Linked DNA regions of Rattus norvegicus: region 2 is linked to region 1. A link is a contact called in public Hi-C data. All regions are on one chromosome and are shown on one strand. Each heading gives the region's core, a stretch centred on a gene start, on an enhancer-like site or on the middle of the called end of the contact. The rest is flanking DNA. Distances are from core to core; before and after follow the strand shown. Region 1 holds the start of Antxr2 (ANTXR cell adhesion molecule 2). Region 2 holds the start of Paqr3 (progestin and adipoQ receptor family member 3).

Region 1 (4,342 bases), core at 607-3,106:
TTGCATAAAAATGTATTTTTTAATGTGGTAAATTATGAGAAAGCATAACCCAAACTCAAAACAGATGAATGGTCAAAGAGGAAAAGACATTAAGAGTTGAAGATGTCTCCTCACACCTTGTGCCAAGTTTCTAGGAGCCAGATAAACTGAACATGCAAAAGTTAAGCTGAAAGGCTCGACAGAACACCATGCGTGAGAGAGCCACCTTGGGACCTGTAAAACTCAGCATTTTGATTTTGGGGAAGGTTTTCCTTGCAAAGGGTTTCAGCACAGGGAAACCTGGCTGTTTGTTCGGTTTCCCCTCCAATGCCAAGAAGGGTACAATGGGGAGACATACCTCACAAATCTCTCTGTCAGTTGGTGGACAAAATTGTAAATTTCAATCCAGTTATTTGCTACACTCCCAGACCTGAAAGAGGAAGATAAATTGATCAGAAAGACAAAACGTGGGTGGGCCTTAATGGCAAACATTTCTTCAGTTCTACAAGGCACATGATGGGGACAGAAGTGGACTGGGGGCCTCGCTCCCCTCTTCAAAGTGAAGTGCATGTTCGGGTTGTTCACATCCAGAGCTGAAACTTTAGTGTCTGGGATGAATCAAGGAAACCAGGAAGACCACACTTCTTTGGGGGCAACTGATTCGAGTGAGACCTGGCTTTTCAAAATAAAAACACAAGACCTCATTTCTCAGGAAATGCAAACCACATTGGGTTTGTTAAGGCTTTTTTTTTCCTGGCTCCCATGAAAGCTCTGTTAGCCGGATAAAATTGGCAAGCTTTAGAATGTCTATAGGGGTCTAGGGGAGTGTGATAAAGATGCCAAAGAGTCACAAAAGTTCCCTGGGATGAAACAAGCTGCAGGTGGCCACACTCCCATTTCCCAAGAGACTCCAGGGCAGAAAGCAGAGCATGCCCCTCCTCTGGAGAACCAAGTACCCCTGGACTATTTCTCTACAGCTAACGAGCTTGCTTTTGAGATGAACCAACCACATGCACACTAAGGAGAGTGCCCATTGCCTTCCCTGGAACGCAAACACACCTCAACTTCAGTCCTAGCGGACCCAGCTTGTCCTCCCTCCCAGGAGACCCTGACCCCACAGTCCTTCACTCACTTGTCCAGGACGAAGTACAAATCGAAGGCTTTTTTGCAAGAGGGCTGTTCCTGGGCTTGCAGCAACGACCCCGGACCGCCCACAGTCAACAGCCACAGGCCAGGGAACAGCCAGCTCCCAGGGCTCCGCGCCCGGGACCGACCTGCCACCATCCTGTGACCCGGGACCAGAGGCTCCCTTCGTCTCACAACCCCTCGGGCTCCGGGGTCTGCTACTGGGCTTCTCAGAGCTAAGACGAGAAAGAGGCGGAGTCACTGGGGACTCACCCCAGGGTCAGAGGCTGAGCGGGGCTGGGATGCCCGCTCCAAGCTCAGAGCCACCCAACAGCTGCCACCGAGGAGAGAGAGCGAAGTCCTGGGAGGACAAAGAGAGTCTCCGCGGCCGCCACAGCTGCCGCCGGAACTCTGGGCAAATCCCAGTGGACGGAGTCCAGTCCTCCCACTCCGGGTTCCGGAGAGTTGCTGCAGACAATGAGGCCCGCGGCGACAGCTCTCAGGACAAGTTCCTCGCAGCCTCCCGCCGAGTCTCCAGCGCCCACCCGGGAGTAGAGAGGCTGGCGTCTAGCTGGCGTGATGAGCAGTGGGACAGATGCCCGCGGACCCCACGATCGCCAGGGAAACTCAGCCGAGTCCTCCTTTTCCGCCTCTCTTCCTCAGACCGCCCAACTCCTCGCAGCACTTTACAACTTTCTTCTCTGCCCGGAACCTGGCGCCGTGCCGCAGGGCGAGCTTCTACAGCTGGGGATGCAGAGCGCCCGGGGGAGGCGCAGGACCCGGGGCAGCCCAGGCCTGGGGGGTGGGCGCTGACCGGTTTGCTCGTGCGAGCCCGAGGGCGGAGCAACGGGAGGAAGCCCGCCGAGCCACACAAGCACACTTATGGGTTCGTGCTGAGCGGCGGATGACTAACGCCTGCCCGATTTCGGAATGGAGAGAGGAGTTCTGAAAAACAAACGTCCTCTAGATACTAAACATACCCAACTCTTCCACAAGCCTGGCCCGGCCTAGTTTCCCCAGCTGTGCTGGAACAGCCCTCCGCGCGGTTTAGAGACTCAAGACCAGCTGTCTTGTGGACAGTGATGGCCTTATGCCTCATCCCTCCACCTCACCCCTCCGCACCCCTTATCCATCACACACCGACCTGGTGACACAGGCCTTCGTGTTTAAGAAAGGAGACTTCCTCTTTTTCTTCCATTCTTTCTTTTTTTTTCTACTTGATATTTTTTCCATTTCTCATTAATTCTGAGAATTTCATGCGACATGTATTGATCATATATATTCACCCCCAACACCTCCCTCTAATCCCTCTGGCATCAACCCTTCCTACACACAACCCTCACCTTGGTGTCCCTTTTCCTTTTTTTCCAGAACCCATAGACTCCAATTTGAGTAGTCCATATACACCTGGTCCACAGGGCCACCCACCGGAGTAGGTTTGACATACAAAGAGCTAATTCTTTCTTTCTTTCTTTCTTTCTTTCTTTCTTTCTTTCTTTTTTTTTTTTTCCGGAGCTGGGGACCGAACCCAGGGCCTTGCACTGAGCTAAATCCCCAACCCCAATGAGCTAATTCTTAAGGAAAACTACAGTCCAGCCCAGAAGGCATCAACTGTGCATAGCTCGAGGGTGAAGGGTGGGGTCTCATGAAAGTTTTCCCATCCATGCTAGCACGTGGACTGGCTTGATCTTCTGCAGGTCTTATGCGACAGTTTCAGCGGCTGAGTATCCATGCGTACAGCAATCTTGTCCTGTCCTGAGGACAGCGCTTTGCTCCGGTGCCTGACTTCAAGTTCTTGGAATCTTTTCACTCACCCTACTCCCACCCTTTCTGGATTGTCCCAGAATGTTAAGGAGGGCTTATGATTTATGTGTCCCATTTGTGGCTGAACGTTCCATGGGCATTCTCTTTGATTTGGCCATTTGTGGGTTTCTGCGTTAACTGCAATCCCCTGCACCAAGAAACTTGTCTGACGGGATCTAAGAGTTGTGCTGATCTACGAAGTAGAGATAAACGAATTCAGAGGGCCCTTTGCTTTGACGTCCATTTATTTGCCCCAGAGTAGTAGACTCACTTCTGTGACCCGTGAGCAACACAGCCAGACTTGGTTCTTGGCCAGACTTAGAGTATCAGATATGCTTCTTTTTGTGTAGCGGGTCTGAAACACAATCAGAAAATGGTTATTACCCTATAGCCTTTGTACCATTATTGTAGAAATGGTCACATCTTGCTTGCCATGCTAGTCATTCTTGTGGCTCGCAAGCCTCACTGGTAGGCGGGACTATTGATTGCTTTTCTTTCTTGGCCGCTTACATAATAATTCTAAGACTATAAGAACCAGACTGCAGAGAGACTACATCTAGGTCAGTTACAGATGGATTCCTCAAAGTCCTGTGTCCAAAATGCATAGTGTCTACAGCAATAGGTCTTGACATCAAGTTCTGGTAAGCAACCAAGAGTAATTTTAATAGCCTGTATTGATTTAGGGACTCGTTCGGACACCTGTAACTGACAACTTAAAGGAAGGTTATCTATCCCTCACCTGGCACTGGGCTTTTAATTTCCATCTCTCCCAGCAAGGGGCCAGCAATCACTTCTTTAGCAGAGAAAAGCACCTCGGAATATCTTGTCCCACTTCCACTGAGCCTAGCTATCAAGAACTTCACCTTGAAAGGGCTAGATAGTGGAGGAGATAAATCTGGGCAACTTGTAAGCATTGTATAATGTGTATATTAGCATGTACAATTTTATGGTTATGTTTGCATCAAAGAAGAAACTGAATAACAAGACTTCTGGGGGCGAGTTTATCTGCTCTTGCCAAAGTCCTACAGGAGCTGAAGTCTGTGTGCAAATTTCTGCTTAGATTCTGCTCTCTTCCTCCTCTTTCCTCTTTTCTCCACCACTGCCACCTGTGACTTCCGCTTTTGCTTCGTCAAGTAGCTTTCAGAGCTTTCAATGTCACCGGTGCACACAGGATGACTGAGGGGAGGCAGCCCCTCCTCCCTCACGTTTGAACAAGTCAGTGCTTCATAATAAGAAGTTCCTGTGGTCCTTACAGGCTGCCTTTTTTTTTTTTTGCATCTGTATTGTTTGTCACCATTTATATTTAACTTTTTATTTATTATGCTCTTGATTTACAGCCAGATATGTCAATGTCAGCTCTTCGAGGGCAGGAGACAGCCACTTTATAAAATATTTATTGACTACCTATGATGAACGACGAACTAGGAACTGTTCA
Region 2 (4,342 bases), core at 726-3,225, 920 kb before region 1:
TAAAAGAATGCTCTAGAAGCATCTAATTACAGGACTGTTTTGGCAACCAACACGACCTTCTGCCTGTTGCCTCAGAACTTCTCATTTCATGAAACCCAGTATAACCTGATTAACTAAACATGCTCTATCCATGTTCCTTCCCAGGAACAGAACGCAGATAGAATGGACAGACAGTCTCTCTTCACATGTAAAATCTGTCTGGGAGACTCTTGAAGGTCAGAATTAGAGAGGGTAAAGGCCCAACTAGGATAAGATCAATATTGTAGGAAGAGTATCCCCTCCACCCCACCAAAGATAGAGTACAATTGTCAGACGAGCTAGGCACTCACGAATTTTGCTTATCTTCAAAATCAACAGGTTAACCCTTGCTCAAATTTCTGAAGCAGTTAAGAGGCAGGCTTGTTAACTTGTATCTGACTCAACAACTCGAGATCTAATGTTTTATATGGCCTGGTTTCGACTCCTTCAGGTTTGGACTCAACATCCAAATGCAGAGGGCCACTGCGGGTGGGTATACAATATTTAAAGGAGCCTATATCTGGCCTGCCTCCTCCATCTCCACGGCAGGGCCTAGCTCTGATTTCTTAATTATGTACAGGAGGCACTGGGGAAATGAAGCAGGAATTAAAACTCAAATGGTGGCACCACTTGGTCATGCATTCAAGTCATGCCACAAAAATACTTTCAAGGCAGTACAAAAAGAAACAGGATGGGGGAAAGACCATGCTGGAAAGATCAATAAACACGCACGTGGTTGCTGGTTGAGCAATTCGACAACCCACATTGGGGAAAGCAAAGTCTGCCACTCCAGTGACCTGGAATGCTGTACTGAACTTCTGTTAGAGTGATTACTTCAGTACATACAGTGAGTCCTGACAGGAGACCACTCTAAAAGCTAAAGCCCTTTTTAAAAATTTTCTTTTCTTTCTGATTTTTTTTTAAACAGGCTTTTGGGATTCATTTTAAAGCTCTAAATCAACAAACCCATTTTGTACAGAGGCTTCTAAGGTGTTCTGTTGGACCGGCTGTCCTCTTTCAGCTTTCCTTGCTATAGGGTTTTTCCTACACAGCATTTTCCACAATTACTATTATGTAATAGTGTAATTATCCCTTTAGTGTCTGCCACTCAGGTGAGACCTTAGCAGCTTCATGGGAACAAGGACCATGCCTGCCTTCTGCAACTGGTATGGTGCCTACCATTTAGCAGAGGCTCAGTGTGCATTTGCTAGACTACTGAATGAATCAGGGCTTCCCACATACATATGCGCAGCAATGTGGACTTGTCTGCTATTACACGGACATTCAGCTGGCCAACACTTCTGAATCCCCACTGTGCTGCCCTAGAAACAAAGCTCAGGTATACGAAGCAAATAAGGTTCGGCTATTGTCAGTGGGGAAGAGTCCAACCCATATCCCCAGTGATTACCAAATGGAAAAAAAGGATGCAAAAGCGCGTTGTAAACAGCAAAAGGCCAATGGAGGAGGCAACGATGACCACTATTAGTATCATTGTTAGTTCGTGGATCAAGGACCCGCGGAGGGGAGATAGAGCAGCTGAAAGATAAAGGGCCCAGAGGTGAGGAATTGATGCACACAGAGAATAGCGGAGAAAGACGGGGAGAGCAGACAAAAAGACTGAGAGTAGAGGATGCGCCGTGGGGAGCAGCCACTGTACCTTTTGATACACAGCCTGGAGGGTAGGTAGGCCCTGTAGCCGTCGGTGATGTAGGGGTTGTCTTTGAGGGACACCGGGATCTGTTCATAGGTGTAGAGGCGGATGCCTCGGGGCACCAGGACCGGCCAGTACTGGTAGCTGCCCAGCTCGATGTAGTGCGCACTCTTCAGCAGCTTCTGATGCATGATTCCCAGGCGTCGGCCTGGCCCCGCCTCCCCGGGGAGGGGGCTTCGCCGCTGGCGCCCCCGCCCCGGAGCCGCCGACGCAGAGCCTGGTGCTTCGGCCCCCGTCTGCCCAGGCCCGGCTCCGCTACACACCTCCGCCGCTTCAGCTCTGGCCCGCCGCCGGCGTCGCAGCCTGCTCTGACGTCAGCGCGCCCTGAGGCCCCGCCTCTCCCCGCCCCTCGCCTTGTCGGCCCGCCCTTCCTTCTGCCTTAACCAGCAGGACCCGCCTACCGCCCCGCCCTTTACCCGGTTGGAGAGCTTCTAGTTCCTCCTTTGCCTGCCAGTCAATCTCTGGCTCCGCCCCTCGAGTCCCGCCCCTCGAGTCCCGCCCCCTCTAGCCCCGCCCTCCCAGCTGGTCCCGCCCTTCTACCCGGCCTGGCCCTAGTCCCGCCCTCCCAGACGTCCCTTCCCTATCACCAAACAGGCCCGCCCCTCTCCCCTTAGCTGCAGGTGAAAAATGTAAAGTACAACTGAATCCAAGTGATTCTTTTTTTCTGTTTTTCATCAGAAGTAATATTTACTATATCTTGAATAACAGGATGAGAGTAACAGAAAGGTAACTAATTCAAGCTAACTTACAGCGGGATGATGTGTTGTTGATGAAATGCACACAGAAAGGACCCTGGTGTGTGTATGTGTGTGTGTTGTGTGTGTTGTGTGTGTGTTGTGTGTGTTGTGTGTGTGTTGTGTGTGTGTTGTGTGTGTGTTGTGTGTGTTGTGTGTGTGTCTGTGTTGTGTGTGTTGTGTGTGTTGTGTGTGTGTCTGTGTTGTGTGTGTTGTGTGTGTATGTGTGTGTTGTGTGTATTGTGTGTGTGTTGTGTGTGTGTTGTGTGTGTGTTGTGTGTTGTGTTGTGTGTGTGTTGTGTGTGTATGTGTGTGTGTGTGTTGTGTGTGTGGGGGGGTTGACAATGAGTACATTGGGAGTTTTATATATTATATTTATTAAAAGGTCGTATTAGAACAAGACACATCTCATAGTAAATTCATATAAATATCTACCCATATACACTAATACAGTTGTATGGACTGAGGAATTATTTTATAATGGCAAGGTTAAACTTGAAGCTTGTCTTTAAAATACGTTTGACACAGGTAAGAAATTTAGTCACGTCTTCAAAACCAGAGTCACTACTGAGTGAGAGGGGAAGACCATGAAAACTTAAATATATATATATATATATATATCATAAATATTTTATTGTTGGACAGTCTATCAGTGGGGAAAGAGACTCATTCTGGATATTACCAGTCATTTGGTTTTAGTTTTAATTGTCTAACTCAGATTCTTTCTTTTATAGAATCCAATGATACTTTATAAAACTGAATGTTTTTCATACAATATATTCTGATCACGGCTTTCCTTCCCCTATCTTCTTCCAGATCCTTCCTACCTCCTCACCATTTAAACTTCATACTTTTTTCCTTTCTCTAGAAAACAAACATGCAGATTAAAAATAAAACTATGGGGGCTGGGGATTTAGCTCAGTGGTAGAGCGCTTACCTAGGAAGCGCAAGGCCCTGGGTTCGGTCCCCAGCTCCGAAAAAAAGAACCAAAAAAAATAAATAAATAAAACTATGAAAACAAACAAAACGAAGGAAAACCACACGAAATACAGAAGTACAAACATATACACACATACAAGCACACAAACACAGACAACTCTATAAAAACCCCACAAAATCAGAAACCATAAGACAAGCAAAATGCCAACAGATAAAAAAGCCTCCCCACCCTAAAAGCAATATGAGACAAAAAAAAAAAAAATTAAGGCAAAGGACACTAGCAATAGGACAAAATGGCAGATTGGGAAAAGATGTTCACTAATCCTCCATCAGACAGAGGACTAATATCCAAAATATATAAATATCTAAAGAACTCAAGAAGTTAGACTCTAACGAAACAAAACAAAACAGAAAAAAACTAACAAGACAAAACAAAAAAACCCCAAATAACCCAATTAAAAAAAAATGGGATACAGAACTAAACAGAAAATCCTCAACAAAGAAAACTTGAGTGGCTGAGAAACACTTAAAGAAATGTTCAACATCCTTAGTCATCAGGGAAATGCAAATCAAAACAACCATGAGATTCTACCTCACACCAGTGAGAATGGCTAAGATCAAAAACTCAGGTGACAGCAGATGCTGGTGAGGATGTGGAGAAAGAGGAACACTCCTCCATTGTTGGTGGGATTGCAAGCTGGTACAACCACTCTGGAAATCAGACTGGAGGGTCCTCAGAAAATTGGACATAGTACTACCTGAGGACCCAGTTATACCTCTCCTGGGCATATATCTAAAAGATGCTCCAACATATAACAAGGACACATGCTCCACTATGTTCATAGCAGCCTTATTTATAATAGCCAGAAGCTGGAAAGAACCCAGATGCCCTTCAACAGAGGAATGGATACAGAAAGGGTGGTTCATTTACACAATGGAA

Evidence for each region. Hi-C and Micro-C count contacts between places; a contact is called where the count stands out from the background.
Region 2: a contact with region 1 is called in a Hi-C map of kidney, with 4 times the contacts expected there. The contact joins the promoter of Paqr3 here to the promoter of Antxr2 in region 1. A contact is called at or near these places in 2 of 12 Hi-C or Micro-C datasets (kidney and liver).

Annotation. Positions count from the first base shown.
Region 1 is chr14:11,843,288-11,847,629 of GRCr8, reverse strand. It overlaps Antxr2 (ANTXR cell adhesion molecule 2), which reads right to left and starts at 1,856. Exons shown (of 17, transcript NM_001398916.1): 1 at 1,112-1,856; 2 at 338-409. The coding sequence starts at 1,263.
Region 2 is chr14:12,764,238-12,768,579 of GRCr8, reverse strand. Paqr3 (progestin and adipoQ receptor family member 3) reads right to left here and starts at 1,975. Exons shown (of 7, transcript NM_001012033.1): 1 at 1,676-1,975. The coding sequence starts at 1,860.